2 separate regions of the Mus musculus genome follow, and region 1 is linked to region 2. The links are chromatin contacts, called in public HiChIP or PLAC-seq maps. All regions are on one chromosome and are shown on one strand. Each heading gives the region's core, a stretch centred on a gene start, on an enhancer-like site or on the middle of the called end of the contact. The rest is flanking DNA. Distances are from core to core; before and after follow the strand shown. Region 1 overlaps Sycp2l (synaptonemal complex protein 2-like). Region 2 has its middle 3.1 kb from the start of Mir5124a.

Region 1 (3,687 bases), core at 977-3,476, 280 kb after region 2:
TATACCTGATATGGCACTTTTTTTTTTTTTTTGGTTAGAAAATGATAGGATAAAGATGTTCATCGTTTACCTGAAGCAGCCGATTGTTATCAGCAAGAGAGAAGCAAAGAAAATAGAAATCCACTTCGATAGGCAACTTGGCATTTTACAAGCTTCCATTCAAGCTTTGGGAGAAGACAAACAGGTGGCATATCTATCTATCTATCTATCTATCTATCTATCTATCTATCTATCTATCTATCTATCTATCTATCTATCTATCTATCTATCTATCTACCTACCTACCTATCTACCTACCTACCTACCTACTTACCTATCCACCCACCCACCCACTCACCCACCCACCCATCATCTATCTCTCCCCTTCTCTCCTCATTCCCTCTCTCCCTTTTTCTCTTACCCTAGTTTGTTCGTTCCTTCCTTCCTTTTTCTAAACAGGGATTCTCTCTATAGCCCTGGAACTCACTATGTAGACCAGGCTGGCCTTGAACACAGAGATCCACTTGCCTCTGCCTCGAAAGTTCTGGGATTAAAGGCCTGTGCTACCATGCCTGGCTTCATTTTCTTTGATTGTTTGAAAATATATTTTCAGTCTCTTGGGTTTTGATGTATCCTTTGGTCAAGCAGAAGACTTGAGAGTTCTAGGTTCAATCTGATCTCTTCATGGGTCCATTATCTTCAATACATAGGGCACAAAAGTCCTTTCTGCCTTGAAAGGCTTTCTTGCATGTACTGTGGACAGTGCAGCTTGTATATGAGGTATTATTACTTCCTTCCCATACTCCCATGTTCATACTCCCATGGAGACGGCAGACTTCTTGACCTTTCTTCCTGATTCTGGGCGGAACCAGCAGGGAGGTTCTCAACTCTGTAACTGGTCTTTCCTTGTAGAAATGCCCTACACCTGCCTTGGGATTCTGCGGTCTCCCCACTTGACCCCACTTCTTCCTATACATGCACAGGGGTGCGTTTTCATCACAGACAATAGGCAAGGCAGAGATTTGTGGTAAAAGGACATCCAACAACAGTCAAAGAGACTGAATGGAAAGGCCAGAGGAAGGGAAGGAGCAAGGTGCAGGAGAGAGTCTTGGCTGGCTCCTTTCGTTTGTTTTGAGTTCTATTTTAAGCATCTTATAGATGATAAGGTGTTCTACAGATCTACTAGTTCTCAAGGTCCTACAAGGAGGATGAGAGAGGAGGGCGTATGGACAACTTAGGAAGAAGGCTTTTCTGTAATGTCACTTGACAAAATGGCCCCATGTGTGCTCAGTTGGCCTTTACTTACGAGGATCATTGAATCAGCACATTCCCACATCCCCAAACTGAATGAGATGTCTTTGGTGTGGAGGACTGGAGTCTACACCAGAGGAAGCCACAACTCCTGGAGTAGGAAGCTCCTGTAAGAAAAGGGTGGGGATTGGAGACTCCTTAGTGGGCACTCACTGCAGACTCACATTGAGAGAGCCACATGCCAGGGAAGTGTAAATGTAAAGTCACTCCAGGCCTTAGAGCAACTTAAACTGGAAGAATCTGGATGCCAGGTTTTTTTTTCTTTTCTTTTCTCTTTTCTCTTTTTTCTTTCTTTTCTTCTCTTTCTTCTTTCTTTCTTTCTTTCTTCCCCTTTCCCCCTCCCCTTCATCCTCTCCTCCCCTCCTCCTCCCCTCCCTTTCTCGTCCTCTTCTCCTCCCCTTCTCCTTCCCTCTCTCCTTGCCTCCCCCTTGCCTCCTCCCCATCTCCCTTCCCTCCCCTCCCTCTTCCTCCATCCTCCTCCTTCCCCCCTCTTCCTCCATATTTTGTTATAGGTCATCAACAGGCTAGGTCACTGATAAAGAAACAGAGTCTATTTAGCTCTGGAGGCTGGAGTCTCCTTTGACCTTGTCCTGACATCTGGCCAGCTGTAGCTGCCTGTGGCCACACTAACTGGGTTTCTGAGTGGGAGGCCAGAGCTGTATGGAAGGAAACAGAGAGAGAAATAATGGAGGCCAAGACATGTTTCTGTTCAAGGCCCCCAAGTTTACTAAGAGTCTGTGCTTATAAAGGGAGGAGGCCCAATCCCCGCCAATTCATTCTTGGTGCCTGTTGCCAGCCTATAGGTGGATCTGCTGGATGCTGTCTGCTGGATGCTGTCTCTGGAATATCTCCCCGGCCTCTCAGCAGTAAGCAGTGTCTTGGAGAAGAGCAGGGGCAGGTGACAAAACAATAGAGCCATCTAAGTTGGAAAGTTCCACCCCAGGTGGTCTCATTCTCAGTGGCAGCAAGGTCAAAGCCAGCCTACTCAAGGCTAGGGGAGGCTACACCCAGCCTCTGAATGCCTCGACTCAGAAGCAGTCTTACAGCACCTCCCCGCACCAAAAAAAAAAAAAAAACACCCCAGCTCTCACAGCTACTGAACTGTGGGTATGGTTTCTAAGATGCAAAGATTGAAGAGTGCATTCACGCCATGACAGTTGACAAAAGACCACGGGAGAGTGGCTGAACAAACAGAGCTGATTCTAGAAGGTGGTAGTTGGGGGAGGGGGTAACATGCAAAAGAATGTAGCAGATACACAGCTCCTCTAATCAACTCGCTGTGGGGTCAGTTTTAGAACTGTTTTTTTGTTTTGTTTTGTTTTAAAGGCCCCCTCATTTCAGACTTCTGTTTTGGTAAAACTCTTCTCTGGCCTTGAAAAAGAAGATGGTGAGATTCCTGGTCGCTGTGAAAGAGAAGCAGGTATGCAGGGATGTGGCAGAATTCTGACTCTAACTTCTCTGTAGAAGCATGGGGATGCCTTGGAAGAAGTCTTTCACACCCTGAGCTGGTCACCTAATAGCATCCTATGAAGACCTGATCATAACCTTGAAGCTCCTTCTCATTCTGCCGATGTCCCTCTTTGGGACATCTGGAAGCGGCCAAGAAGAACAGAGGCTGGGGGTTGTCAGGAGATGCAATTCGTCAATGCCCATCCCTACTGGAACAAGGCAGCTTCTCTTGAATTTCAATTTCAAGTGCTTAGCTTTGGATTTGAGAGTCGAGGCACAACCTCACTACCAGCTCTTACCACTAGGTGGCGGTGTACTAGAGCCATGTTTGCTTGGAGAGTAAGGACACAATGCCCGCTTGGCTCATGGAGGTTACTGGGTTTTGTTCCTTTCTTACTGAATATAGAGGATGCGGAAGAATCCACACTCCTGCCAGAGCTCGTGGATGCTGAAGCTGACCGATGCTTAATAACTCGCTGCTTTAATGTCCAGACGGTGCCTGGTGTGAGTAAAGGGAGCCTGGAGGTTGGTATTGAAGGAAGATAAAATATTGTAACTTGTAAGTTGTTTAGGAGCCCACTGCCCTGGCCTGAGACTGAGAACAAAGCAGAACAGCCCCCAGGCATGCCAGGGCAGGATTGTTGTTAAGGCATTCCTAAGAACATCTTGACTGTAAAGATAAAAAGGTATGCAAGGACCAGCAGGGCTATATTATCTAAGTCAACACCATCTGGCCAGAACCTCCCCTCTGTCTATTGCCCCTTGGTGCCGGGTAAAGTCATACATCAACTGGTTGCTATGTGAACAAAGATAAGCCCCCAGCCCACAGGAACAAAGTCCTAATGCCCTGTGTTCTTTCTGTTAATGTTTGAATAAGCCAATAGTGTGTTGCTATGCTGGATTCCACACCCCTAAGCCCCTTACCCCATAAAAACCCCTGGCTTTCGA
Region 2 (3,503 bases), core at 758-3,257:
TTTTTCAAGACAGGGTTTCTCTGTGTAGCCCTGGCTGTCCTGGAACTCACTCTGTAGACCAGGCTGGCCTCGAACTCAGAAATCTGCCTGCCTCTGCCTCCCAAGTGCTGGGATTAAAGGTGTGAGCCACCACTGCCTGGCTTCCTTCTTTCTTTTAAACCAAGCATTTCTTCCCTCAGTGACCTATCTTAATATTATCATGAAGAGACTGAAAGTAGACTGGGTGCTGGAGAGATGGCTCAGTGGTTAAGAGCACAGACTGCTCTTCCAGAGGGTCCTGAGTTCAATTCCCAGCAACCACATGGTGGCTCACAACCATCCGTAATGAGATCTGACCTCCTCTTCTGGTGTGTCTGAAGATAGCTACAGTGTACTTACATATAATAATAAATAAAATCTTAAAAAGATTTATAAAAAGTAGAAGAAGAAGGAGGAGGAGGAGGAGGAGGAGGAGGAGGAGGAGGAGGAGGAGGGAGAAGAAAAGGGAGGAAAGGAGGAAGGAAGAAGAAGAAGAAGAAGAAGAAGAAGAAGAAGAAGAAGAAGAAGAAAGAGAAAGAAAGAAAGAAAGAAAGAAAAAAGAAAGAAAGAAAGAAAGAAAGAAAGAAAGAAAGAAAGAAAGAAAGAAAGAAAGAAAGTAGGTAGGCTGGAAGACCGAACAACATGGCTTAGTGGGGAAAGGCACACACCACCAAACCTGTTGACCTGAGTTCAATTCCCAGGATCCACCTATATAGACATACTAAATGGATTAATTTTTTTACAAAAAATTAACTTAAAAAAATACATGGAAGAAAAGGAAGAAACTGAGAGTTAGGGACCAGAGCCACTGCTGCCAATTGAAATGCATTTTAGACTTTATGAGGACTATGGAGTGGGTTCCATAGACAACCTACACATCTGCTTACTCTGTCCAGTTAGATGGTACTTATTGGTGGCATATCATCACTACCACCACCACCACCATCATCACCACCACCACTGTTGTACTGCTGAAAGTGACACACAGTTCTCACACATGCCAGGCAACTGCTCTACCACTGAGCTACACAATAACAATGGCTTAAAGCCTGCCTCTACCATTAAGAGTCTGTTGATCTTCAAGCAAGATACTTAGTTTCTCTGAGCTTAATCCCTTTCTCAGATTCTGAGGATGAAATATCTCTTTGTAAGGCTGATAGAAGAAGGGTTAAACAGTATCCAAACTGACCCTGGCCGGTTGTAGGAACTCATTTGATGCTAAGAGAGAAAGGGGGGCAGACATGGATTTTTTTTCTCTTTTCTCTTTCTTCTTCATTGTTGTTTAGTTTTTATTGTTGTTTTGTTTTGTTTTGTTTTGTTTTGTTTTGTTTTGTTTTGTTGAGGCAGGGTTTCTCTGTGTGGCTCTGGCTGTTCAAGAACTTGTTCGGTAAACCTGTCTGGCCTCTAACTCAAGAGATCTGCCTACCCCTGCCTCCAGAATACCGGGATTAAAGGCGTGGGCCACCACGGCCTGGCAAGCATGGATTTCTTACTGTTGGCTCTTGAGAGTTTCATATTGCTATTCGAAAACTTCTTGGTAAGATTAAGGAAAAAACAATGCGCACACATGTTTGGTATGGAGGCGTTAGGTTAAGTTCGTGATTAGGAAGGGGAATGTGGTCACTGGGGTGACACAGGCGTCTGGTCTTGGTTTTTTGTTTTTGTTTTGTTTTTTTCTCTCCAGGAGTAGCAAGCACTTTGGGAGCTGGGCAAAGCCTCTCTCTGCTTCCCAGAGACAAACTCTTACCCGTTTGCCACACCCTTGTTCATTCGGTTCTCCCTTTAAGGAATGCTCTTTATCTTTGCTGTTCATTCCAACCAGCTGCCCTTGAAAGTCAGCCAGAGTCACCTCTCCATTCCTTTCTCTGTTCCCAGAACCAGCCCCCGCCCCGCCCCGCCCTGCCTCGCCCCCTCGCCTCCTTGTGCCGCCTCCCCCCTCCTCTTGACACCTCCATTCCATTGTGTAAATCTATCTCAGTTCCTCCTACAATAGGTTCCTGTGTGGCCTGCCCACACCGGATGTGAGGGCCGTAAACTGAATGGCTGCGACCACACTTCTACACTTTGTTCTAACCTCCTCAGCCCGACCGGTACCAAAAGCTTGTGGAATGAGGAACATGATTAGGGTGGAGGAGATCCATCACTCCTCTGGGCAGGCTTGCTTTGCAGCCCAAACAATTCAACTAATCTCAGGTGGAAACCAGGCAACAGCAGAGAAACAGCCTCCTGGCCTTTCCTTCTTAGTACTCCCTAGAGTCTAGGGCCCACACGGTACGGTACAATCATATAAACACCTTACACTGCTTTTACACTGTATTAGGTATTTAAAATCGTCTGGAACTGGTTTAAAGTCTGCAAAGGATGTTTAGGCTCTGGGTGGGTTACTATGCCAAGGTATAGAAGGGATCTGAGAATCTGCTGACTCTGGTAACTACAAGAGGGATGCAGAGCTCCACGGGCACCCAGAGACAATTGAACTGTTACTTTCATCTTAGAAATATTGTCTACAGACGTATTTTTTTCCCTTTTTTTTGTTTTGTTTTGTTTTGTTTTTTCTTTTCTTTTTTTTTTTTTTTTCAAGACAGGGTTTCTCTGTATAGTCCTGGCTGTCCTGGAACTCACTTTGTAGACCAGGCTGGCCTCGAACTCAGAAATCCACCTGCCTCTGCCTCCCAAGTGTGCGCCACCACTGCCCAGCTTTTTCCCTTTTCTTGCAGAAAGTTTATCTAATGGATTTTTCAGTTCTGGCCCAAGTGGGTTTTTTGTTTGTTTGTTTGTTTTTTGTTTTGTTTTGTTTTGTTTTGTTTTTTAAATAGGAATGAGTCCTATCTTCCCATGCCCTCGCCCCCCACGGGCTTCTTCTAAGGGTGTGCCCTTTGCTACCTGTGTGATACCATTCAGAAAACACTCCTGGGAGTGTGGGTGACCCATGGGACTTCTCAGTCATCATCAGACCGCTCAGGGCAAACGACCCTCTTCATGGATCTGAAGAGTGAAGTTATGTGCTTTTCGTTCCTGTCTAGGAAAGTGGGGAGGATGGGGAAAAAAAAAAAAAAAGCATTGCTGGAATTTGCCTGAGTGATTTTGGCCCTGTGAGGGAGGCTTCGATTTAAAATATCCAGAAAATGTAGTCCAAGTGGGTAGTTTGGCTCCAACTTGAAATCCTGAGTAACTGCTGTTCCCAGAGAAACCACTCTGCCAGCTCTACACTTAGTCCTTCTTTGCTTTGGAAAAAAAGGGCAATTATTATTATTATAATTATTACTATTATTATTAGAATTATTAACTATTCTGTACTGAGAACTGAGCCCAAATGAGCTTGTCCCCTCCACCCCTCCCCATCTCCCCACCCCCACCCCCCACCCAACTCCTCACTCTTTACTGCTCCTCCCTGCAGGGCAGTGGTTTAGGGCTCCCTTAGATACAAGGATTTTCTGCCTCTGTGACTTCTGTGTTGCCAGAGAATCACCATGAACTCGAGGCTA

The links. HiChIP or PLAC-seq counts read pairs in DNA pulled down with a chosen protein or histone mark.
Region 1: a contact with region 2 is called in an H3K27ac HiChIP or PLAC-seq map of embryonic stem cells, with 5 read pairs. The contact joins two enhancer-like sites. A contact is called at or near these places in 2 of 39 promoter capture datasets (hippocampal neurons and liver), 3 of 484 Hi-C or Micro-C datasets (all in embryonic stem cells) and 5 of 115 datasets of contacts at active chromatin or transcription factors (all in embryonic stem cells).

Annotation. Positions count from the first base shown.
Region 1 is chr13:41,143,410-41,147,096 of GRCm38.p6, forward strand. Sycp2l (synaptonemal complex protein 2-like) reads left to right here. Exons shown (of 29, transcript NM_001324525.1): 14 at 39-184; 15 at 2,617-2,710; 16 at 3,146-3,264. Among named protein-coding and RNA genes, the nearest start is that of Sycp2l, 31 kb to the left of the region's middle. Within about 2 kb of position 2,227, at least 6 of the 459 cell types and tissues checked have an H3K27ac peak or open chromatin away from gene starts, as enhancers often do. A contact at or near this core is called in embryonic stem cells, where this site is marked.
Region 2 is chr13:40,867,179-40,870,681 of GRCm38.p6, forward strand. It overlaps a transcript of Gcnt2 not described here. Among named protein-coding and RNA genes, the nearest start is that of Mir5124a, 3.1 kb to the left of the region's middle. Within about 2 kb of position 2,008, at least 134 of the 459 cell types and tissues checked have an H3K27ac peak or open chromatin away from gene starts, as enhancers often do. A contact at or near this core is called in embryonic stem cells, where this site is marked.